Regions from separate parts of the Mus musculus genome. Here all the other regions are linked to region 6. Evidence: chromatin contacts called from public Hi-C and promoter capture Hi-C data. All regions are on one chromosome and are shown on one strand. Each heading gives the region's core, a stretch centred on a gene start, on an enhancer-like site or on the middle of the called end of the contact. The rest is flanking DNA. Distances are from core to core; before and after follow the strand shown.

The links. Promoter capture Hi-C pulls out the DNA fragments that hold promoters and counts their contacts. A called contact is a pair of places that touch in the nucleus more often than the background predicts. Capture Hi-C pulls out chosen DNA fragments and counts their contacts.
Region 1: a promoter capture Hi-C map of adipose tissue shows a contact between it and region 6, with 2.4 times the contacts expected there. The contact joins the promoter of Cln3 here to the promoter of Stx4a in region 6. A contact is called at or near these places in 2 of 39 promoter capture datasets (liver and pre-B cells) and 2 of 9 other capture datasets (adipose tissue and liver).
Region 2: a promoter capture Hi-C map of erythroid cells shows a contact between it and region 6, with 16 times the contacts expected there. The contact joins the promoter of Xpo6 here to the promoter of Stx4a in region 6. A contact is called at or near these places in 1 of 39 promoter capture datasets (erythroid cells) and 1 of 9 other capture datasets (liver).
Region 3: a contact with region 6 is called in a Hi-C map of natural killer cells, with 14 times the contacts expected there. The contact joins the promoter of Nfatc2ip here to the promoter of Stx4a in region 6. A contact is called at or near these places in 1 of 484 Hi-C or Micro-C datasets (natural killer cells), 1 of 115 datasets of contacts at active chromatin or transcription factors (astrocytes) and 1 of 9 other capture datasets (liver).
Region 4: a promoter capture Hi-C map of liver shows a contact between it and region 6, with 4 times the contacts expected there. The contact joins the promoter of Sh2b1 here to the promoter of Stx4a in region 6. A contact is called at or near these places in 2 of 39 promoter capture datasets (liver and pre-B cells) and 2 of 9 other capture datasets (liver and pancreatic islet).
Region 5: a Hi-C map of B cells shows a contact between it and region 6, with 8 read pairs. The contact joins the promoter of Eif3c here to the promoter of Stx4a in region 6. A contact is called at or near these places in 2 of 39 promoter capture datasets (liver and pre-B cells) and 1 of 484 Hi-C or Micro-C datasets (B cells).
Region 7: a contact with region 6 is called in a promoter capture Hi-C map of neutrophils, with 6 times the contacts expected there. The contact joins the promoter of Spns1 here to the promoter of Stx4a in region 6. A contact is called at or near these places in 2 of 39 promoter capture datasets (liver and neutrophils).

What each region holds. Positions count from the first base shown.
Region 1 is chr7:126,583,958-126,587,374 of GRCm38.p6, forward strand. Cln3 (ceroid lipofuscinosis, neuronal 3, juvenile (Batten, Spielmeyer-Vogt disease)) reads right to left here and starts at 1,860. Exons shown (of 18, transcript NM_001146311.2): 1 at 1,338-1,860; 2 at 217-323. Apobr (apolipoprotein B receptor) reads left to right here and starts at 1,051. Exons shown (of 4, transcript NM_138310.1): 1 at 1,051-1,111; 2 at 1,419-3,417. The coding sequence starts at 1,055.
Region 2 is chr7:126,198,822-126,201,996 of GRCm38.p6, forward strand. Xpo6 (exportin 6) reads right to left here and starts at 1,680. Exons shown (of 24, transcript NM_001311143.2): 1 at 1,078-1,680. The coding sequence starts at 1,080.
Region 3 is chr7:126,395,360-126,398,687 of GRCm38.p6, forward strand. Nfatc2ip (nuclear factor of activated T cells, cytoplasmic, calcineurin dependent 2 interacting protein) reads right to left here and starts at 1,378. Exons shown (of 8, transcript NM_010900.3): 1 at 997-1,378; 2 at 583-655. The coding sequence starts at 1,356.
Region 4 is chr7:126,473,335-126,477,011 of GRCm38.p6, forward strand. It overlaps Sh2b1 (SH2B adaptor protein 1), which reads right to left and starts at 1,796. Exons shown (of 9, transcript NM_001289541.1): 1 at 1,662-1,796.
Region 5 is chr7:126,564,939-126,568,301 of GRCm38.p6, forward strand. It overlaps Eif3c (eukaryotic translation initiation factor 3, subunit C), which reads right to left and starts at 1,428. Exons shown (of 21, transcript NM_146200.1): 1 at 1,410-1,428; 2 at 1,141-1,281. The coding sequence starts at 1,241. It overlaps Gm25579 (a small nuclear RNA gene), which reads right to left and starts at 2,211; the gene lies at 2,106-2,211.
Region 6 is chr7:127,840,313-127,843,504 of GRCm38.p6, forward strand. Stx4a (syntaxin 4A (placental)) reads left to right here and starts at 1,496. Exons shown (of 11, transcript NM_009294.3): 1 at 1,496-1,756; 2 at 1,952-2,053; 3 at 2,133-2,232; 4 at 2,372-2,446. The coding sequence starts at 1,727.
Region 7 is chr7:126,375,879-126,379,209 of GRCm38.p6, forward strand. Spns1 (spinster homolog 1) reads right to left here and starts at 2,056. Exons shown (of 12, transcript NM_023712.3): 1 at 959-2,056; 2 at 796-861. The coding sequence starts at 1,199.

The sequences.
Region 1 (3,417 bases), core at 610-3,109, 1.3 Mb before region 6:
CCACTGTGCAACAGAGGCTAGACTTTTAGCTGACTTCAGAGACTCAGCAGTAAGAAATAGAGCAAAGGTGCTAAGTTCACTGAGAAAGCTGCTATGGGTGTTTTTCCTGGTCTGTGATGTCAGCCGTTTGTCCTAATTGGAAGTTAGGAGAATGAGGCTGAGAGGATAGTTGGAATGTGTCACCTCACAGTTCCAAATAAGGAGTCCTTCCCTTACCTTCCACTCGATGGCAGGGCAGCATCTTGACCATTCTTCATCAAGCCTATTCCTCTGCTATGGATTCCAGCAGCCTCTGCCCACTTCTCCCGGGTCTTTTCAACCACCTGTCATTAAGATTTGCCGTTTGAAATATGCCCTCCTGTGGTGTTCTTCCTAGATCACTCAAACAGTGAGAAAAAGGATCCTCCTACCCAAACGAGTCTCTAGAAATTCTGCAGCCTCTGTCCTTAAGGAACTCACAGTAAGCTGTGAGGACACATGACCACAGTACAAGAATAACCATAGGTGAGGGTGTGGGCATTGAGCACCAATCCAGACCTTTCATCCCCAGAAAAATCTTAATGGCGTTGAAAATGGGAACCCAGAACTTCCAGTGGCCTTATCCTCACTTCTACAGCTTCTCCCCCAAATAAATCAGGAACCACAAACCCTAGCTTCCTCTCACTGAAGGCTGTGGCTTGGAGGAGGCGGAAATGGCTGAGGTGCGAATACAAGACCTGAGTCACTCAGGCTGCACTTGCCGAATGCCCCCTCCCCCATACCCAATTCTGAGGTCTCCTGTTTCCACTTTTTTTTTCCCTTTCCCCTTTCTGGCCCGATCCTCTGCCCTTTAGTTCCAGATGTGCACCCGAGTCTGAGTCACCTGGACACTGTTAAGCCATCCCCCTGCCTGTCATGAAGTCATCCATGAGCAGGGGGGAGGTGCACAGGGCCTGGGGTGGAGATTTGTCAGGGAGAGTCAGGGGAAGAGGAAGTGTCTTGGGTGCTGGGGAGGACTTCGTGGGTGGGGACGGATGGTCATTGTGAGCTTTCTGGACACACAGAGACCTGCAGGATGGATTTTCTCCGGCTTCGTCTCCCTGGGCTACATCAGGCTTTGAGGGGAGCACTGGTGAGAGGGGCAGAGAGATACCCGAAACTTCCACCATTCCTCGTAGTCTCACCTTTCCTCTCCCTTACAGCCTCTCCTGAAGCCTGAGCTCCCTTTCCTACAGTCAGCCAGACTCCTAGCCCAGTCCTTCCTGGGTTTCAATCTCCTGCCTCTACAAGTGTACCCACTTATTCAAGCTAGGCCTTGTCGGGGTCCCTTAGCAGACGTCCAGATCCCTGATTCTTACCTGGGCTTTGTTAACAGTGTACTCCTGGGGAAGTGGTTAGACCTCCCCTGAGTGCCTTCACTCTTCTTTCTTCTCTTCTAGGACTCCTTCAGTGCGTTTGTGTCCTACCTCGTAGGAGACACAGTCCCCACAGTAGAGAGGCAGACACAGGCAGCTGAGGAACTGGGAGAGGTGACTGAGGGGAAGGTTGTAGGAGAGGAAGCCCAGGAGGTACTGGAGGGACTTAGAAGTGGCCAGAGTGAGGGGGTAGAAGCACCCGAAGAGACTAGAAGATGCCAAGAAGGAAGTTTAGCTGGTGAACAGACCTGGGGGTGGAGAGCAGATAGCTCTGCAAGGCCCCAAGCAGAAAGGCAGGACACTGGGTCCTGGAAGGCAGCTGAGGATGCCAGGGGCCAGGAGCCAAGTGTCCCACTGAAGCCTGAGGCAGAGCCTGGGACTCACAGAGACAGGAGCAGTAATACAGCCCAGGAGATCTGGGAGCACGGTGAAGAGGAAGCAAGCAGTGGGGAGCCTCTGAGAACCTGTGAACAGAAGGAAGAAGAGGAGGAGGTGGTCAGAGCAGCAGAGTCAGGGATGGCCGAGGGGGTGGAGTCACAGCCAACCTGGCACAGCGAGCCTGGGGGGAATGCTGGCACTGAGGGGCAGCATGTGACAGAGGACAGCAAAGAGATAGACTGGGTGGCCAAAGACATGGTTGCAGAAATCGAATGGTTTGGTGCCAAAGGGATTGACAAGGAAGAGGAGAGGATGGTCCCAATGAGGGATGGTGAAAGGGCAAGGGCACAGGGGACACAATGCCCCGGGGCCGAGTCTGAGGACCAGGCCATGTTGAGTAGAGAGGCCTGGACAGTCTCAGACAGGGAGGGGGCTGATAGCCTAGGAGTTCAGGGAACAGAATACGGGTCAGACCCAGGAGACAACTTCCCAGGAACTACTGGGAGAGTCTGGGTCCTAGAAGAGGCTGACAAGGGAGACCAGCAGGATGAGGTCGACGAGAAGAGAGAGGCTGAAGTTAGGTTTCCGATCCAGACCCTGGAGGCTGAGAGAACTGGAGAGATGACTGAAGGCCACATAGCTGAAGAGGAGGCTATGGGAGAACAGGAAACAGAGGGCAGCTTTGAGGATGAGGAGAGGCAAGACTTAGCCATCAGGGATAATGGAGTGAGTCTAGAAGAAGAGGTACGGGCAGAAGAATCCTCCAGGGAGAAAAGGAACTCCTGGGCCACAGAGCCTACGCTAGTCCTAGACACGGAGGCTAAAGATGAACCTGACTGGGAAGACTCTCCAGAAGTCAGCACTGAGGAGTTGTTTGTGGGAGAGAGGAGTGAAGCCGCCCAGATGACACCAGAGGTATTGAGAGTAAAGGTCACTGAAGGACAGGACCCTGAGCTGGTGAGACATTCCCAGGCTTTAACTAAACAACTTGAGGAAGGACAGAAGGGTCAGGAAGAGACTAGTGGAGCTCCAGACCTGAGCCCAGAGCGGGTGCTAAGCTTGAAGGAATATCCTGGGCCTGTGGGGTTTGCAGGCCCTGAGCTAGAAGCCTGGGGAAACTGGAGTAGGGGTGTGGACCGCAGAAATAGCCAGGAGGTAAAAGCAGATGCTGAAGCAGGCAAGGAACAGACTGCAACCGAGCAGGCAGTGGAGATCCGGGCTGAAGGAGGCCAGGAGGCCCAACAGCCAGAGGTCTTCGGGTCAGGAGGAGAGGAGGCACTGACCTCCGTAGCACTTAACCCGGAGCTGGAGGGAAGCCAAGGAGCAGAGGCGGGGACAGAAGAGTCAGTGGAGGAATCCAAGCCCACAGAAAACGAGGCTGCTGAGGAGGAGGCTGTAGTGCCTTGGGAGGCAGATGGAACTTGCAGGAAGAGGAGGCTGGAGGAGGTGACTCTGAGCCTGCAAGACAGTGAGGACACAGAGACCAGTTATTTGGCTGAGGAGATTATTGTGGGTATCAGGGCCGTGGATACCGAGGAAGGGCCAAAATGGGAAGCTGGGTTGGCTCCAGAAACAGAGCTTGGGAAAGCCTGGTGTTCCGAGGGCAGAGGGGAGGCTGGGAGAGGCACGGAGCTGGAGGAGACTA
Region 2 (3,175 bases), core at 430-2,929, 1.6 Mb before region 6:
GAGTGCCTTAGAACAACCTCTTTCCACTAACCAGGACTTTATGTACCCCACCCACCCTCCCACCCCTTAAGAGTTTGACAGTCTGGTCTGATGTGTGCATTAAAAAGGTGCACCAGCCACATCTCAATACACCTCTAATCGCCAGGCAATGTGTGTGTGTGTGTGGGGGGGGGGGGGGGGGATCAGTGCTCAAACCCAGGCTGGGCACTCACTCATCATGGGCTAGATGCCAAACTGAGGCAGATAAAGAATCAGAGGACTAACTTCACCTTGCCTACTGTGATGGGCAGATAAGGCTCAGAAACATTAAAATGGCAAAAGACAAGCACTCAACCAACTGCTCTGAGTACACAAACCCCAAGGACTATGGAAAAGCTAAAAAGCCTGCAAGAAGAGGAGGTATTTTCCTTTCAGAGAGGTTTTTTTTAGTGGGACCTGAAAGTATGCATAGTTTTCCAAGGAAAAGGCCAGAGCAGAAAACAAAAAGAACAGCAACCAAGATGTCCAAAGACCCCACTGCTGACTCTGCCATCGTCTGTATCCGTAACCAGTAACCTCTACAAATACTACTTTAGATTTCTGCAAACGCAAACCTACCGCTGGACAGATGGTCTCCAAAAATCCAGCCAGTTCTATAACAGATTGCTTATGTTCAAATAGTGCTACTAACCCAAAAGAGTCAACTGACCTTGGGCAGAGTAATTAACTGCTTCTTGCCTCAAGTATCCCCCATTTCCAATCAGGGGGTTGATATACTAACAAAATACATACCACTGACTTAGCAAAGGAAATGACACACAGTATGCCATCAATAAATAAATGATACTGATAATCACGACTTGCTGCACAAGGGCACAGCCAACAGTGAGGCAGGGGGTTGTATCCGTGGCGCTACTCAAGACATCCAGTGGGGGTGGGGGTGGGGGCAATGGGAGCGTACAGCCGGTTGCACACCCTGCACGCATGTGTCACCGGCCAGGCTCGCACGCGCCTCTCCCCGCCTCAGGGAAGAAGAGATGGCTCAGCTGCTCTGAGGCCCACTGCCACCCCTCCAACCCGGTCCCTGGACCCACTCACCATGCTGGCCGGGAAGGGGATGGCTCAGGTGAGCTAGCTCTTGGGATCCGTCGTGTCCCGCTCGCACAGTTCAGGTCATGGTCCCGGCAGGCTCGGGGAGTCCCCCGCCCATGCAAAGACAACCGGTTCCCTACCCGGGCCCCGCCGGCACCTTTAAAAGGAGCACACGGGCCCCTTCGGGGACCCCCCGAAGCGATTCATCCAGACCTCGGCCCACCCCGGGGAAACGCAAAAGCAGAAAATGGGGTTCAGAGGCGGCTACACGAGGCCCCCCGCCTGGGCCCGACCCCCGAGAGGGAGGCTGCGGGCCCAGGCAGGGACTCCCCGGCCTCCGCGGCCCGAGGCGGCGACGGGCCTCAGCCGAGACTGAAGGGGCAGAGGCTGCCTGGGCCTGGGCGGCGCGGCCGGCTCAGGAGAGAGGCCCGCGGGCCCTTGCTGTCCTCGCCACCTCTGTCCTCGCGGCGGGCTCCCTCCGCATCCCTGCGCGCCACCAGTAGCCGCGGCTCGCCCCTCGCGGCCACCCTCTGCCAACAGCCCAACGCGCCGGAAGTGGCGAGCACCAGGCGGCCCCTCAGCCCGCGGCCTGCTGCGGCGCTGGAACCGGACCAATCCGGAATCAAGTGAGGGCAGAGGAGGGCGGGGCCGCACCTGACTGTTCACTGGCCCCGCCCACCACGTCCCCGCCCAAGAGGCCAGGGACCGCCGCGTTGGTAAAGGGACACGCGGCCATTTTGGTAAAGGAAAGGTTTCCCTTTCGTTTCTTTTCACTCATTCATTCCGCAAATCTTTTCTGAGCATCTTTCCGGACCCTGACACCGGACTAGAAGTTCGGCGATGCTGGTCTGTGCTCTCCTGGGATCTTATTCATTCAGTCCACAGTTCTGGGTCCTAGGACCAGAAAGTGTCACAGGATGAAATTGAAACACTTAGTGTCACGATCTAAATTGGCTTCATCCCTAATTCCAGACTCCAACACCAGGTGACTCAACACCCTCTTCTGGACTCTGGAGACACCTGCACCCATACTCACATAGCATACACATATATAGGTACACAAACATGCATGTAAATAAAATAAGTTTTTATGGGATATGGCTCAGCCTTTAAAGGTACTTGCCACTATGTCTGACAACCCAATCTAAGTTCAATCCTCAGAACCTGTACTGGTTTAAATAAGAATGCCTATCCCATATCTAAAGCTTAGTCATCAGAAGTGGCACTATTTGAAACCGATTAGAATGATTAGGTGTGGTCTTGTTGGAAAAATGTGTGTCACTCGGGGTGGGCCTTAAGAGTTCAAAAGTCACCGGGCAGTAGTGGAGCTTGCCTTTAGTCCTATCATTTGGGAGGCAGAGGCAGGCAGATTTCTGAATTCGAGGCCAGCCTGGTCTACAGAGTGAGTTCTAGGACAGCCAGGGCTACACAGAGAAACCCTGTCTCAGAAAAAAAAAAAAAAGAGTTCAAAAGCCAATGGCAGGGATGGTGAGATGGCTCAGTGGTTAAGAGCACCGACTGCTCTTCCAAAGGTCCTGAGTTCAAATCCCAGCAACCACATGGTGGCTCACAACCATCTGTAACAAAATCTGATGCCCTCTTCTGGAGTGTCTGAAGACAGCTACAGTGTACTTACATAGAATAAATAAATAAATAAATAAATAAATAAATAAATAAACATTTAAAAAAAAAGCCAATGGCAAACCCAGTCTCCTTTTGTGAATCAGATGTATCTTTTAGCTACTGTTCCAGTACCATGCATGTCGACCTGTTCCCTGCCATGATGATAGACGGACCATCTGAAACTGGAAGCAAGCCCCCAATTAAATGCTTTCTTTTACAAGAGTTGTCATGGTCATGGTATATATTCACAGCAATAAAACAGTGACTAAAACAAAACCCAATTGAAGAAGGAGAAAATAAATTACCACAAATTGTTGTCTTTTGACCACACTAGTATCATGCTTGCACAGGGACACACACACACATTAGGTCTCAGGCAGTCCACATATCCAGAATGAGCTCAAGATGGACTATAGAAGGAATTCTGGTGTTAGATAAAAGCCAGAATTCCTAGGAAACTTGTGAAACAAGTTCCTATTCC
Region 3 (3,328 bases), core at 128-2,627, 1.4 Mb before region 6:
CAAAAACTTATCAGTAGAGAATAAAGAATGGGCAGTTCTGATAAAGTCAAAGAAACACTCTTCTGGCTCCAAAGTGTTCCCAAGGAATGGAACACTGTAGGAGTGTAACAAGATGTCACAGAGTCTCAGAACTCCCTTCACCCCTATTATGATAACACAGATCAAAATGTCAAGGGTAGGTACCTCAAACTTCACTCTAACATATCCATATGCCCGTTAGGACCCGAAGAGGGGAAGGGGTGGACATGGCTATTAAGTAGGTTCCTGTGACTTCTGATTAATGAACCAGCATCTTTATGGACCATAACTTTCCCCTATCTCAGACTCAGGAGTCCATTTTCCCAATACCACTTAGAATCAAAATTGTGTGTCAACTGGATAACACTTGAGCATCATTCTCCAGACCCTAGATACCACTGAAGCACAGAGAAAAGGGGTGGGGGTGGGGGCAGGGGGACGGAGGGTGCTGGAGCGAGGGGGGGGCGCGGGGGGGGGGGGGAGATATCACTGACTACAGGGATGTAAACTCTAGGAAGTCTCAGAGAAGCCAGTGCAGGGTACTCCCGACAAACCCACTCTTACCATCTTCAGGCTCTGAAGGGCACAGTTTCAAGAGGGATGAATTATCTGGAATGAGGTTGAGGCTGCTCTGTACCTACGAAGACAAAAGGGGGAAGAGGAGGTGGGTCTCACATCCTGCCAACCCTACTTAAGACAAGAATGGCTCTTCCCTCGATTCCAGCACTTGTCTTCTCTAAGGACTCCAATCCCTGAAGCGCATCTAGAAGGCCAGCTTCCCTCGATCGTCCCTCGATCTCTCTCAGCCTCCCTCTACCCGAAGATACAATCCCAGATAACTCCATACATCTAACATTACCGACCCCCTCGTATCTCCAATCTAAAAGTATTCATCACACACACACACTGCCCCAAGCCAAACCCGCCACGCCAGTCTTAGCACTCCCCCAACAACCCTCCTTGGGGACCTTGCTGCACCTTCCCGGAGTACACTGGGACCACCGGCGCCTCTCCGGGATCCAGCAGCCGCCGCCGCCGCCGTCGCACCAATGTACGCGGGGCTCCCGCAGGCCCCTCGGCCGCCCCTTCACTGTCACTGTCGCTGTCCTGCTCAGGTTTAGCCGGCGCGGGGAGGCGGGCGACCGGCACCTCTACTGGGTCTGCGACTTCCAAGACCTCTTCGTCGCTGTCACTGACCAAGTCCACAAGCACGGTGTCTGGAATGAGCCTAGCCGGAGACTGCCGGGCGCGAGGACACCGGCCACGGGCGCCTCGGGCTCTCCGAGCGCCTCGGCCACCGCGGGACCTCGGACCACGTCCCCTCAGTGGTTCCGCCATCTCCCACACTGCTTCCACAAACACCGGCCTCTACACAGTCACCGGCCCACCGTATTAGCGTCTGTCCCTTTCATTGGACGAACAGCCTGCCGGTCATCATCTCTTCCCGCCCACACGCTCTGGATCCGCCTATCCACGTTCTCATTGGTCTACTTACCTGTCTATCACCTACCCTCCACTAAAACAAAGGCGCCAAAGATTCCAATCTCTTTGGTACAATCAAAAAAGGTTTCGATTCTGTACAGTTCATCCATTGGCTAAATTTCCTCCTGACCCAGCCTTCCCCAGGGCCCGCCCATTAGAGAAATCCATTTTCCTGGTTGGTGAAAGACTGGCGCATCCTGGGAATTGTAGTCCTCATTCTCGGAAGCCACAGAAAAAGCCTTGTGGAACTAAGGTTAGAAGCTGAAGATCTTGGGCTGTGGATTCCTTTTGTGTCCTCAACCTCTGTGTGGCAGGAGTTCCATTCCACACTAAACACCTTCATGCATGTCACCTCTGAAATACTCTACAAACACAATATCAAAACAATATATGTCATAGCACAGCACAACTCAGAAACACTTTTTAAGACAATTACAAATTAAAATAAGAGACTTACTTCCCTGTTGCAAAGAAAAGAGGCTTCCTTCTGGCTCCTCTTTCCTGATCATTGAAATATGAATGCTTCTCGGTTTACAGCGGGGTTACTCTTGATAAAGGCCTTGCTGCCGCTTATCTGCACAATGTACTACAGAGCACCAGGGTTCATGCTCGTGATTGTAGACTGACTGGGAGCTAGCTGCGCTTTCCAGCAACATGCTATGCACACTTAGCTCGTTTGGGAAACAATACAACTTCAAAACTCAGAAAGGTCTGAATTCTGAGAGGTCTTTGATGGTTTAATGTTTGTCTGCTGGTCAATACCCTGCTGGCATTCACTCATGCATGTGGAAATTAACTGAAAAAAATGTAAGTACTGTCAGTACCATGGTTGTGCATATGCTAATCCTTCTAATGTCTTAATAAACCCCTTGCCTTTTCACAACTCAGCAATTCAAGGTAGAGTCTTCTCTTTGAAATGCAGACATCACTGGGCAGTGGTGGCACAAGACTTTAATCAAGCACTTGGGAGGCAGAGGCAGGCAAATCTCTGTGAGTTCAAGGCCAGTTTGGTCTACAGAGTGAGTTCCAGGACAGCCAGCACTGCACAGAAAAAGCCGGTCTCAACCGACCCCCCCCCCTAAAAAAATCAAACTGGGGAAACCAGATCCAAGAACTTATCAGGTAGGCCAGACCAAGAGTATGACTTCCTCATAAGGAGCCCATAAAGTGATGGATGCCTGCCACTGAGATGGTATGCCTCCACAATATCCTGTCGCCTGATACCCGATGACTAAATCATAGACTGATAAGCAGAGGGTTCTCTGACTTTCTCTGGAGCTTAGCTTGCCTCAGTTTCCCACTGTTGCCTGGCCTGCTCAGCTGCCTACCCCTACCCCTGCTCTCCTGACCCAACCTGGACTTAAAGCCACCATTTCCTGCTTTTGAATCCTGGTTCCAGCAGCTCCCTCCTGTCACTGGCCTGATTAGTTATCAATGCAGACTCCATCAGTTCACTTCTGAGACCTTTTGAACTCTAATGTAGCCCTTTCTGTTTATTCTGTAAATCTTATATATGCAGGGAGATATAATTTGCTGTCTGTTGTGTCATGTGAGAGTTAATATTAGTAATTATGATTGGGATAAAAGAACATGCATTCACCTTGGCCAGATCACTAAAATAGGTGGATCGTGTGTGACAAATTGCTGCCATTAAGACCACTGACATTTGTGAATTTATTGTTAGTAGATTCTGTTACTGAAAAGACACAAACGGGCTGGAGGGATGGCTCAGCAGTTAAGATCTCTGACTGCTCTTCCAGAGGTTCAATTCCCAGCAGCCACATGGTGACTCACAATCCTCTGTAATGGGATCTGACACCCTCTTCTG
Region 4 (3,677 bases), core at 546-3,045, 1.4 Mb before region 6:
AGCATCTTACCCCACAGGGGACTCTTAAGATCACTGCCATCCCTTCTCTAAGACAAAACCTTCCCTAACTATCACACATTTTAAGTGTGCCATTCCAGAGGGCTCTACAAGGTCATTTTACCTTTCCTTAGACAACTTACTAACCTCTTACAGATGAGGAAACGGAGATTCAAACAGAGATTCAAACAAGTTCCAGAACTCAGAGTCTACCGCATTTCCCACTGCACAGTTCTAGTCTCCAGGGATATGCTGGACCAGCCTCGACCACAGCTCCCACTGCTCTGTTCTCAGGGGACCAAAGGGTGCAGGGATTACACCCTTTAAAGACCTTGCATCATAGGTCCAATGAGTGGAAGTTGGACTGAAGGCTCAGTTGTCTTCGAAGCTGATCCTATAACCCAGCACTTAAGCCCTGTGGGAAGACTTGGATTGGCTGAAGGCCAATCTCTGGGTTGCCCCTACAGTCTAGGGCTGAGTGATAGCAGCGCTAGAGAAAAAGAGATGGTGTGTTGGGTCAGGACAAGTCTTTACTAGCCACAGAAGTAAGGCATCGCACGGAGCCGGGGCTCAGGAATTTTCACTCCCTGGGGAGTGTACCTGTGAGTTTTGGACTCAAGCCCCAGCTCAGTCCACCTGTTAGCTGTGTGAACCTAGCTTTTGTCTCTGTAAAACACAGTTACTAACCGCTACCTGCTACAGTTGTCAGGAGAAATGAAATGACAAGGAACATGTCTATGCTTTCCACAGTAAGCACACAAGACATCACTGCCACTGTAACTATTTTTTATGGGGGAGGACAGTATGATGGGTCCCATTTGCGCTCCAGAAAGGAAGCGCTTCTGCGGGTGCCCCAACTCTTACATCACAGCTAGAAAGTGACAGAGCTCCATATGTAATTTACAACCGGTGGCTCTTTGGTGAGTGGTCCTGCCCTATGATCGACTGAAAGGAGACACCTCTGGACGGCTCAGGAAAGTCTACCCAAACTATCAGTGATGCCAGCCTCTTCATCAAGCCTACAACCAAGCTGCAAGTCAGAGACCCCCCCCCCCTCCCCTTCCTCCTTGGCCTTTCCTACATACTCCGATGGCTCCAACCACAGGGACAACTCCAAACCAGGGAGAAGCAGCCAGGAGATGCGGGAGTCACAGAGCACAGGGGAATCGGGGCCAAGAGGCGCAGGCACGGCAGAGACAGTCCCCAGCCAGAGGCTACCTCGGCTCACACAGGCCCACCCAGCCCTCAGCACTACTGGCCGACCCAGCCCCCTTCAGGCCCGCTGACCCTGCGGTTCCTGGACTGGTGACTCAGTTTCTCTTCTGCCAAGACGGCTCAGTCACAGTTTTCCGGTGCACCTGCCTCTTGGCTTAGTTCTGACATTCCAGAAGGGCGGGTGGTGGAGGGTGCAGGCTGCGCTCCAGGTTCGGACCCTCCGGGCCCCGTGGTTAATCACTCGGACCCGATCCTAGTCGTTGGACACCCTCCACAAGCCCCTGGGCCGGAGCCTCCGAGGGACCAACTATCTGCTGCCCTCTCGGGAGCCGAGCACCCCTCCAGCCCCGAGCCCCCACGCCCACCCCCGCCCAGGCTTCTCAGACGACAGGGTCGAGTCCGGAGAGGAAAGAGGCACTTGAAGAGGGGGGTTCCGGTTCCGGTCCCACCTGCATCTCGGTCCCCGCGCTTAGCTCCGGCGGCGGCAGCGGCGGCGGCGGCGACGGCCGCAGCTCCCGCTCCCTGTGCCCCCCGCCTCCGCGACGGGCTCCCAGCACGCGCTTCTGCGCAGGCGCTGGGACGGGTTCCCCGACGCGGAAGGAAGCGACCATAGAGAAGAGCAGTAAGAAGGAGGGCACCTTCGTATTCACTTCCGCCATCGTTCTCGGCGCCGAGGTTTTCAGGAGCTACGCCAACACAGGTCTCACTAAGCTCCCGTGGCTTCGGCAGTTGTACCTAAAAGGAACCACTGAGGCAGCTGTGGGAAGGCGTTGGGTCCGTCATCCGAAGCAAATTCTAGACAAAGGCGAGAAGTTAACCATAGAGAAGCCACTTGAGCGGAGAGAGTAGCCGCCCACTAAAAGAAATCAGCGAGATGATAAAGCTCTTTGAAGAGCTGGCTGCAGCCTAGAGCGCCTGGCCCTGCATCGAGGGGTACACGGACACCGCCCCCAGGGATCTGGCGAGCGATGTAGCGGTGACCTTGGGAGGCCGAGTGGAGTGGGCGGAGCCTGAACTTAACGACCTTGGTCTTTTAGGGGAAAGGGACAAGGTGGTCCTGGAGGGCTCTACCTTAGACGGGAACTAAAGTTGGGACAGCAATAGTGAGGTCAGTTTTGGACATGCTTGCGGGTCATCAGTAGGTACATAGAGATAGAGCTTGAAGTTCAAGAGAGGCTTCAGGGCAAGTTAGAGGGATGACGAAGTAAGGTACAAAGTGCTGTTGAGACCTTGCGCACAAATACCTTCTAGCAACCCAAGCTCGCATTGATCCAGCGTCACTACAGCTGAAGTAATTGAAAAGGCCAGAGTAGATTGGGATCATTGACAGGGCCCAAAAGATTATGTCTATAGCTTGTCATCTGTGATTGTACTCTACTCGTGCGGTCGGTCGCTTTCACCCACAGAGGGGCTCTAGTCTTCTTGGTGTGGCAAGATGGTTTTCCATAGATTCAAATTTAAATCCTAATAGTTAAGCAACTCAGTGTAAGGAGTATCACTCTTTCTAAGATCATCAATAAAATTTTCAGAATTAGGCTAGTGAGATGCCTTTTCAGTAAAAGTGCTTGTGTTTTCTATGCAAACCTGATTAGCCAGAATTCCCTCCCCATAACCCACTGTGGAAAGAGAAAGGATGTTGGAAAGTTGGCTTCTGACTTAGAACATGGCACACACACCACACATGTGTGATACCCCCCCCCCATCACATACACATAAACAAAGTGGTAATAAAATGTAAATAAGTCACACTGCTGGAAAGAGAGCTAAGTGATTAAAAGACTAGCAGCTCTTGCAGAGGCCCCGCAACCACATGGTGGTTCAGAACTGACTATAACTCCAGCTCCAGGGGATCTGATGCCTTATGACCTCAACAGGGACACGTACATACACGCAGGCAGGCAAAACGCACATATAAGATAAAATAATATTAATTTTGGAAAATTTAAGCCAGGCAGTAAGGAGCAATGCCTTTAATCCCAGCACTTTGGAGGCTGAGGCAGGTGGATATCTGAGTTCTAAGCCAGCCTGGTATATACAGCAAGTTCTAGGATGGCCAGGGATAAACAATGAAAACCATGTCTCAAAATTTAAAAAAAAAAAAATTAAAAATCTCCAAAGCCAACTAGCTGACTAGATCAAGTGCTATCCTGGAACCCAGAGGCAAGTGACCCAGAAGATGGATATAGATAAAGAACTTGTTGCACATAACGAACGTTTGTCTAGAGGTGCCATCTTGCCCCCATGGAGTTAGAAAATCTTAGAAAAAAACAGACAAGTTCTGGTGTACTCAGTCTTTTGTTTTTAAAAGATTTTTTAAAAATTATGTTCCATATCTGTGTGGTTTATCTGTATATAAATGGCCCACTGCAAGAGTACCATGTGCTCCTAACTACTGAACTCTCTCTCCAGACCTGTGGCTTAGCCAGTCTTAAATCACCCAGGCTGTATCACAGCACTAGGCACCA
Region 5 (3,363 bases), core at 178-2,677, 1.3 Mb before region 6:
TACAAGAATGTCCCCAAGAACAAGTAACAGAAGGCTTATAGACTGTATGAGACAACTGTCTAACAGCACATATGGCTACAAGTACCTAAGAAAGCAGCAGACAAAAGGCCCCCTAACTCTAACAAATGGGAAAAGCTCCAAGGAGCTGGTACCTAGCCAGATTCTAAAAAGAAACATTTCCCAAAATAGGAGAGGCCACTAGTTTTGGTGAATTCTAACACTCTCTTTGATTGTATTTTTTTCAATAATGGGTGAAAGCATTCAGTTAGCAACAGTGTCTCTATTATTTTCTTTCCATGGTATTAACTTTTCCTGACAATTTTTTTTTAATATGGGACAAGTGATAGTTTTTCCACTTTGGACAGTGTTATGCTATCGCAGTCACATGGATATGTCTGGATATTCATCTACAATTCTCTACAAGTCTCTGTGGAGCGCCGGGCGTGGTGGCGCACGCCTTTAATCCCAGCACTCGGGAGGCAGAGGCAGGCGGATTTCTGAGTTCGAGGCCAGCCTGGTCTACAAAGTGAGTGCCAGGACAGCCAGGGCTACACAGAGAAACCCTGTCTTGAAAAACCAAAAAAAAAAAAAAAAAAAAAAAGTCTCTGTGGAGGTAAGTATGTCTTAAAACCCTTCAGGTACACAGCAAAAACAATGTTGTTTTGAGAACTGTTTCAAAGTTCAAAAAGTTTTAATTTACAGAGATCGAGAAAAAGACAGTAAATAAAGATGAACACAGCAGTGTTTAGCATTTGGCACGCAGAGCCAAACGACCGGATTTCAGGGCCAAACTAACCAAGCACTGAGGGTTTCCCTCCATGAGTACAAATCATAACGACTAAGCTTAGTGGGAAGATTTACGATACGGGGAGTTTCCGAAAGCCACAGTCAAGGGGCGGGAAGGGATGCGAGAGATGGAATGTGGGCAGGAGTTACGAGGCTGCAGACTTGGAGGCCTTAAGAGCTGATGCAATACTAAGCAACGGAAAACCTCTCCTCCTCCTCGGTACCGAGGACGCCGAGGGCTCCCCCAGCTCGCTGCGAGAGCTCCTTTCTCAGACGCGCCCAGCCCATGGCTCCGCTCGCCCACCCGAGCCCCCGCAGCCCGCCAAACCCGTCCCCTCCGCGCCCCCAGCTCACTGTTTGCCGTAGTTCCCGGAGACCGGTTTGGTGACGAGCTCCTCCCCGGACAGGGACGACTCCGACTCACTGTCCGAGCCGGTGGTGAAGAATCGCGACATGGCGACGGCGCTGAAGGGCTGAGGCGCTCGCGGCCGGAACCTGAGGAAACCCGCGGCGTCAGGGTTTGGGGGCAACCGCGGCTACCATCTCCCGACCCGGACCCCCGTTCCCGCCTGCACGGCCTCCCCCTTGCCCTCCACGGAGCACGAGGCCCAAGAGACACGAACCAGCTAAGCTGCCGAGTCCCTCTGAGCAGGTGAGACAGGCACGACGCCGGAAGAGGAAAAGGTTGGGGGGGCGTCACTTCCCGGAAGCACCAAAGAATGCGCTAAATAACTACAATTCCCAGTGGCCTTTGCGCTATACACGGCCTGGGACGAATTAGTAGCCGAGGTTCTAAATCTTATCTAAACTAAGACTGACTGGCTGCTCACTAGGACCGCCCGGACTAGGCTGCAAGACTGACAATATAGAATTTAGTAACCGCCCCATGGTGCACGTCTGTAATTCCCTACACTAGAAAGGGTGAAGCAGGAGGATCATGGGTTCAAGGCCAGACTGGGCCAAAAAAAAAGAAAAAAAAAAAAAAAAAAAAAAAAAGCTAAGCTCTGAAGCCTGCGGAGGTGGCTCAACACCTTTAATCCCAGCGCTCAGGAGGCAGAAACAAGTGGATCTCTGAGTTCGAGGCCAGCCTGGTCTCCAGAGCGAGTTCCAGGACAGCCAAGAGAAACTATGTCTCGAAAAAAAAAACAAAAAACAAAAAAAAAAAACAAAAAAACAAAAAGTATTCTGGCCGCCCATCTTAACTTCAGAGTAAGAATCTAAGGGCTGGTGTCAGCTTGATGCCGATGTCCTGCGAGGTTTTGGAGGAGTGTCGTTGTTGTCATTTTGTTTTGTTTTGTTTTGTTTTAGAAAAGGATTTTAAAAATACGGAACGCTTTACAAATTTGTGTGACATCTTTGTGCAGGGGCCATACTAATCTTACCTTATCTTTCCAATTTTAATATATATGCTTCAGAAGAGAGCATGGTTTCTCAGGTTTAAGCAAACTTCATAGATCTTGAGTGTTGGAATCCTGTCTTTACCGTTTTCTTAGGCAAACTTTCTAACTTCTAATCTCTCTCTGCTCTTCTCCCTGTGCTACAAACAAAGGGGAATAATAGCACTTGTTCATTTGATATTAGGAAAATAAAATGAGAACATATGATGTGTGTGGGACAGTACCTTGTGCAGAATGAGCATATACTAGCTAGCCACTGGACCCACGAGGTGTTTCAGATGAAAAAGCACTTGTCACCAAGCGTAAGAACTTGAGTTAGTTCCCTATGGCCACAGAATAGAAAAAACAACTCCTGATAGTTGTCTTCTGACCACCTCCCCTGACTACCACCCTACCACCTCCCACCTCCCCCAATTCCTAGTGGCCTTTGCAACATACAAGGCCTAGATTTTTGTAGTACTGGGTATGGAACCCAGGGTCTAGATCCATACTAGGCAAGCATTTCACCAACTGATGTCTGGGGTGCCCAAAAATAAACAGTGAAGTATAATTCTAGCAAAATGGCACTGTTGGGTGGGTTTTATATAAAGACGGCCTTGAGGTCAGAGGCCTGAGGCTTCACCTTAGCCTGCTAGCCTGCTGGCAGTGTATGCATGTCTGTGTGCCTACCTCAGCGTGGCCCCAGTGCCAGTCTCTTGTGTATGCATGTTGCCTGCCAGAGTTCAGCTTCCAGGATTAGGTCCGTTTTTGTTGCTATGAAGAAACCATGCAAAAGCAAAGCAACGTATAGAAGAAAGACCTCACTGGGGATTACAGTTTCAGAGGATGAGTCCATGATCAACCGGGCAGGGACATGACAGCAGCCATGGCGCCAGAGCAGAAGCTGAGAGATGACACAGAAAGAGGCAGAGGGGGAGAGACACACAGAGAGAACTGGGAAGAGTGTGGGATCCAGACATACACCTCCTCCAAGGCCACACCTATTTTTTTCTGTTTTCTTTTTTTCCAAGACAGGGTTTCTCTTTATAACCTCAGCTGTCCTAGTGGAATTTGCCTCATAACCAGGTTAGCTTTGAGCTCTGAAAACCTCCAACTTCTCCCTCTGGAGTGCTGGGGTTAAAGGCATGCACCATCAAGCCTGGCAAGGTCACACCTCTAAATCCTTCACACATGTGATTAT
Region 6 (3,192 bases), core at 246-2,745:
CAGAAATCTAGGCTTCTCGCCCAGAACCAGAAAGGGACTGACTATTGTTTCTTTTGATGAACTTTCAGGTATTCAAATACCCATTTTTAGCTGTTCTGACACCTGCTGAGGGACTTTGGGGGGTGCGGGGGGGGGGGAAGCTTCTATACAATAGAAGTTCCACAGGGCACAGGACTTTGGTCTGTTGGTCCTTGATATGTCGCTAGCCCATATCAGTATCTATTCCCTAGTATGTATGTGTCCAATAAATCTATCAAGTGAATGTATTTCTGGAGGGTCAAAGCTGGGGAAATGAAGTCGGGCAGTGGTGGTGCACGCCTTTAATCCCAGCACTCCGGAGGCAGAGGCAGGCGGATTTCTGAGTTCGAGGCCAGCCTGGTCTACAGAGTGAGTTCCAGGACAGCTAGGGCTACACAGAGAAACCCTGTCTCGAAAAACAAACAAACAAACAAACAAACAAACAAACAAATCTGGGGAAATGGCACCGTGAGAGAAGCGTAAAGAAGATCAGGAAGCCACGGGCTTTAGTTTCAAATACAGGAAAGGCTACTATTCGGATCAAATCTTCTATGCAGGACTGCTATGTGGCAGCTACCGAATTTGGTGTTGGGGATTCCGTTAAAGAAAAGCAAGTCATGCTGAGACGTCAGCTGTAAGGCAGGGCTGCGGAGGTAACAGTACATTTTTCTCAGTCTGAGCTGCTCTGGAATTGTCGTGCTGCTCAGAAGGTAGCGAGCTCAGCGGGACTGCAATGCTCACTCGGGGCATAGGCCGCCCACCTGTCAGAGGCTGTGCCAGGAGGACGCGGGGGAGCAGCGGGGGGAGCGCCACCTTGGCTGAGGTCACTTCCCACCCCCAGATTCTCTGCCTACAAAACCCTGCAATTCCCTGACGCTGGAGACTCGGGTCTTATTATTTCCTGATTTCCAAGGTCTCATGATACTGACAGCCCCAAATGCAAGTCTTCACTTTGCCCACGCCCGAGGACCCAAAATTAAAACAACAAAAAAGTGAATTCTACAGAGCATCCTTAGTAGGTGGCTGAGAGTAGGCAGTGTACCCTTCCCCACCTCGAAGAAGCTGTTGGGGCACAGCTCAGACGCTGGGGTGTCGGGGACGTCGCGAGACTGAAGCCCGAGACGTCGCTGACAGGCCGGAACACATGACTGGCGGTCGGGCGTGCAGCCCGCGGAGCTGGGCCCGGCCTGTCACGTGATGAGGGGGCGCCATGGGGTGATGTGAGATACGAGGCTCTCAGACTGCGTGCAAATGACGCATTCCCAACCCTTTGGGCAACTAGATCTCGGCTCCAATATGAGATGTTCCGGTAGTGGGGGGGGGGGGAGCAGCGGGGCGGGCTCTGGACTCAGGCAGCCTCGCTTCCGTTCGGCTGCCACTGCTTCCGACCTCCGCCTTTCCCTCTAGCGAGGACGAGCCGAGCCCTCGCGCGCATGCTCGGAGTCATCCCCCGAGGGGCGGGGCGGCAGCTGCGGGAGCAGGATGGGGGGAAGAGAAGGGAATTCCAACCTGTAGAACTTTGGGGGTCCTATGATCGGGTTCTTCCCCACGACTGTGGATGGTGAAAGGGGTGGGGCCTTTGGCGGCTCCGGGGTGTACTGGAGTTCGCTGGGTGAGGGAGGGGGTGTCAAGTGTGAGAGAGGTGCAGGACTTCCAAATTTAGAACCTTGAGGCCCTTTGGGCTCGGGTCCAGGGCACTCCGACCACCATGCGCGACAGGACCCACGAGTTGAGGCAGGTGAGAAACCGGGATGGTGAGGACACCCTGGAGTGAGGAGAAGCGGGGCCGGGCGGGCGCGCTGGAGTGAGGACTCCTGGTTTTGGGTCCCGGGCGGGTGGCTGATGGCCAGGAAGGAAAATCCCGGAAGCCCATGGTTCCTGCGGGGCGAGAACCGCAGCGAGCAACTGTCGCCAATGACTCCGGCCCTGGCAGGGGGATAACATCTCAGACGATGAAGATGAGGTTCGAGTCGCGCTGGTGGTGCACTCAGGTGCTGCCCGGTTGGGCAGCCCGGACGACGAGTTCTTCCAGAAGGTAAGGGTCAGGAGAACCGAGGAGTAGGGCGGACTAGAGTGACACTTAAGTCTTCAGCCCTCTTGGTGATCCTTCCTAGGTGCAGACAATTCGGCAGACTATGGCCAAACTGGAGAGTAAAGTCCGGGAGTTGGAGAAACAGCAGGTCACCATCCTGGCCACGCCTCTTCCCGAGGAGAGTAAGCGAAACCTAGGGCTCACGCACGCCAGCCCGGTGGACTATGGGGGATGTAGTTTTATTCAGGTGATGGCCAGGATGGGTTTGGTTTTGGTTTGTGGGAGAGGCTGTGATTTAGAAGTGTTGGCTTTCTCGTTTAGGCATGAAGCAGGGCCTGCAGAACCTGCGAGAGGAGATCAAACAGCTGGGGAGAGAGGTCCGGGCGCAGCTAAAAGGTGAATGAATTTCAAGGGTCTCAGCCATATCTTTCCCTTTGATTCAGCCCAGTTGCTGGTGTATCTAGTTGTTGTATACAGTCAAGTGATAGATCCAGGTCACACAGCAGACTTGGGTCTAGGATCTCTGTCCCATGGCATCAAAGCCATGGTACTTTGCAGAGCACATTATGGCCTCTCAGATTCCTTTATTATTATTTTAAGTTTAAATTCAAAATTACTTACTGCTCTCATCCTTTCAGGCCAGTGTGTATTCTTTGGGCAAGCAGATGAGAGGTTCCTCCACGCTTGTGGGAACCCACTGGTGTAATTCAAAGAAAAACATATCTCAGAAATTCAGAATTCGCCCCCTTCTCCTCTCCCTTCTCTCTTCTCACCTACTCCTCCACCTCTTCCTCCTATATAGACCAGGATGGCCTCAAATGCACGGAGATCCATCTTTCTCTGCCTCTTGAGTGCTGAGATTAAATTAAAAGCTCGCTCCTTCTTTTTTCTTCTCCTCCTCCTCCATTATGCATTACTACCAGAAGGCATTCCTGTTCATAGTCACTATGTAATAAAAATGTTAGAAAACAAGAAACTCCTTACTACGTAGCTGGAATGTAGATGTGGCCCTGATCTGGTCTCCAATCACTTTTTAAAAATTCACTTAAAATATTTTATTATATGGCTTACACTTTTATTAATGGGTTTGTGTGTGTTCAATATGTAGATCAGGCTAACCTCCAACAGAATGCAGCTGGTCT
Region 7 (3,331 bases), core at 806-3,305, 1.5 Mb before region 6:
GGCACAGCAGGGTGTCAGCTCCTGGGTGGGCCAGGTCTGCATCTCCTTTAATTCATAACCTAGCATAAAACACGTGTCCAATGAACGAGTGTTGAATCCACACCATGTGGACCTTTGACCTCGTTCTCTTTTCTGCACACTTAATGCTTCTACCCAGTTCCTCTCTGGCCTGGAGTAGGAAAAACAAATACTTGAAAACCTTGTTTCAAATTCTCATTCACCTCTTTGCTTATGTGACCCTGGGCAAATCTTAGCTCTTCTGATAAAAATACAGGTAGCTCTCCCAGTACAAATAGGAAAGGCAATGAATGCTACTCCTCAGCTGACAGAACTATAGGCAAGAATACCTGGCCAACGTCCTTGTAGGGCCCCTACCACTTCTAGGGCGCACTACTAGGACCTAGCACATAATAGGCTCTCAGAAATGGAGACTTTCCCCCCACAGCAGTGCCAAGCACTCCTGCCATTGTATCCTGGTGCCCACTATGTGCCACACACAAGGCATGACCTAGTCCTCACACCAGTCTAAAGAACTAGCCCATTTTATTACTAGCTTCATTCTACAGACCAGAAAAATGAGGCTTAAAGTGGATGAGTGTGTTGCCTACCGACTCATAATAACTAGCTGGCTCCCTCTGTGCGATGTCCCAGCTCAAGTGGACAGCCCAAGAGCAGCCACGGCCATTGCCTCCAAGAGCCCTGGCCACTAAAGCTTCACTAGGCAAACCTGCATGTATGTAGGCCTACTTGAGGCAATTAAGAACGAGGGGTTGTGTGGGCAGTAGCCTCACTCACCAGTCTGGATGAGGCCAGTACTACCATCTCCGATGTTAAAGAACTGCTCGATGTCTGTAAGAACCCCTGGAAAGAAAAAACAAAGAATGAGCGCCAAGAGGCGACCCTATCCTGGGGAACTTCTCCCTTGCCTATATCCCTTCTTCGGAGCATCAGTGCGTACCTGCCACGGTGAAGCGGTCCATGTAGTTCAGGAGGTTAATGTAGCACAGAACCACCACTATGAGGGTCGAATGGCCCCGAGATAAGCCAGTGATGCGCTGTAGCCCCTCACAGTCTGGGACCTCGAGTTCCCCGGACTTTGGATTCCCCATGGGTCCTGGCAACCCCGGATGGCCGGGCGCTGGCCCGTCATCAGGATCATCTGCTTGGCTGAGGAAGGGCGCCGTGTCGGACCCGGCCATGGTCCCTGGGGAATCGCAACCGCCCACGCTTCGGTCCTACCTCCGACGGAAGGAGGTTGGAGAGAGGACTGCGAGAAGACTTGCCCACTATCGCCTAGGAGCGTGGTCCGATGCACAGTGCACCACTGCGAAAAGCCCTGGGCTTCGTCATTCCCTCTGGTTCCGACAGAGGAGAGCACACAGGAGGTGCAGGTGACGCTGGGACAGGAGCAGGAAGACCAGGACCCAGTCCCTCTTCTCACGCTGACGCACTCCAAAGCCCGGGAAGGAGCGCGCCACACTCGCTGTTGCTCAGTCCAAGCTCAGCAACACAACTGCCGCCATGTTGCCCAAGAGCAGGTCATGTGACACCGGAGCCCTACCGGAGAAAGTCACCCGGTGCAAGGATTGAACACGTGACCTGCCACCGCCTACGGAAGCCTCCAGGGTTTCTAGGGCTCCTCCGCTATGGTAACCCGACGCTCGTTCCTACTTCCACCAGTAGCCTCCAGGGGGCCTCGCAAGCTGGTGTAATCAATCGCCTAGATGGAATACCCATTTATCCGATTTCACGAGATAGTGGATTATTTGGAAATATTACATCTCTACAGATGCTAGTGAGTTGTTTCCTCTTTTCTTCTTCAGTGACTGGCTGATGGCTTCATTGCTCAGTAATTGTTGGATGAATAGCGGCGAGCAGCTGCCTCCTTTTGTTTACCAATCATGAGCTTTCACTGTGGACATTTAGATTCCTATAGAGTCGGGCGTAGTAGCGCATACCTTTAGTCCCAGGAGAAGGCAGAAGGACGGAGATCTTTGCAATTTCAAGGACAGCCTGGTTTACATAGCGAGTTCCAGGTCAGCCAGGGCTACATACTGAGTGAGACCCTGCCTCCAAGAAAAGATGCTAGAGTTTAGGAGGAAGAGGATGTTTTGTCTATGGCCTCGAGTTTTTCTCCAACCAAGACTAGTGTCCTCGCGCCCTCTGGTGTCTCTCCTGGAGGACAGGCGGAGGCTCAGAACCAATGAACTGCAATGTACCCTGCACCAAAAAATGGCATATGGCTCTAATCCCAGCACTAAAGAGACAGAGGCAGCCGATCTCTGTGGTCGAGGCTAGCCTGGTTTACTGAGCAAGTTCCCGGGTGACCAGGGCTACACGGAGGAACCTTATCATAAACCAACAACAACAAACTCAATCTGGCTGGTGGCACATGCCTTTAATACCTTTAGTCTTGAAAACAAAACATACAAAAAAAAAATCCCACTAGGTGTGGCAGTGAATTAAACAAACCTTTTATCTCAGCACCCACGGAGCAGAGGCTTTTTTTTTTTTGGCTTGTTTTTTCATTTTTCTTTCTTTTATTTCCAAGGTTTCTCTGTATGTCTGACTGTCCTGGAATTCCCTTTTTTGACCAGTGTGGCCACCAATTCACAGGCATCCACCTGCCTTTGCCTTCAGAAGGCTGGGATTAAAGGTGTTCCATGGCGAACCGTCTCAGGTTGCTAGTTTTCCTTAATATACATACATTCTGAATGCAAAATACTATGATTCTATGAAAATACTGTTTTGTGATCCCACTTCCAGAACTGGGATGTAGTTCAGTTGATAGTAAATACTGCCAAGCATTCCTGAAACCCTGGGCTCAAGTCCCCAGTACCTCATTCACCCAGCCCGTTGCAAAAGGTAGAAGGAGGAGAATTGGAAGTTCAAAGTGGTCCTTGATACATAGCAATAGTTAACTTTAATGTGGCTTTGGGTACATAAGACCCAGTCTCGACAAAACAAAAAACAAAACAAAACAAAACAAAAAATTAAAGATTCCTCTTGGGGCTGGAGATGGCTCAGTGGTTAAGAACACTGACTGTTCTTTCAGAGGTCCTGAGTTCAAATCCCACATAGTGGCTCACAACCATTGGATCCAATGCCCTACTCTAGTGTATCTGAAGAGAGCGACAGTGTATCCATATACAGAAAATAAATCTTTTTTTTTTAATATCCCTCTCAGCACAGCAGAGGAAGAGGCAGATAAAAGTTTGAGGATTTGAAGACTGGACTGTATTGAGTCTTAAGTCAGCCTGGACTAGATAATGATGAGATACAGAGACAGAGAAAGAAAGAGAGAGAGAAAGAGAAAGTTAGAGAGAGAGAG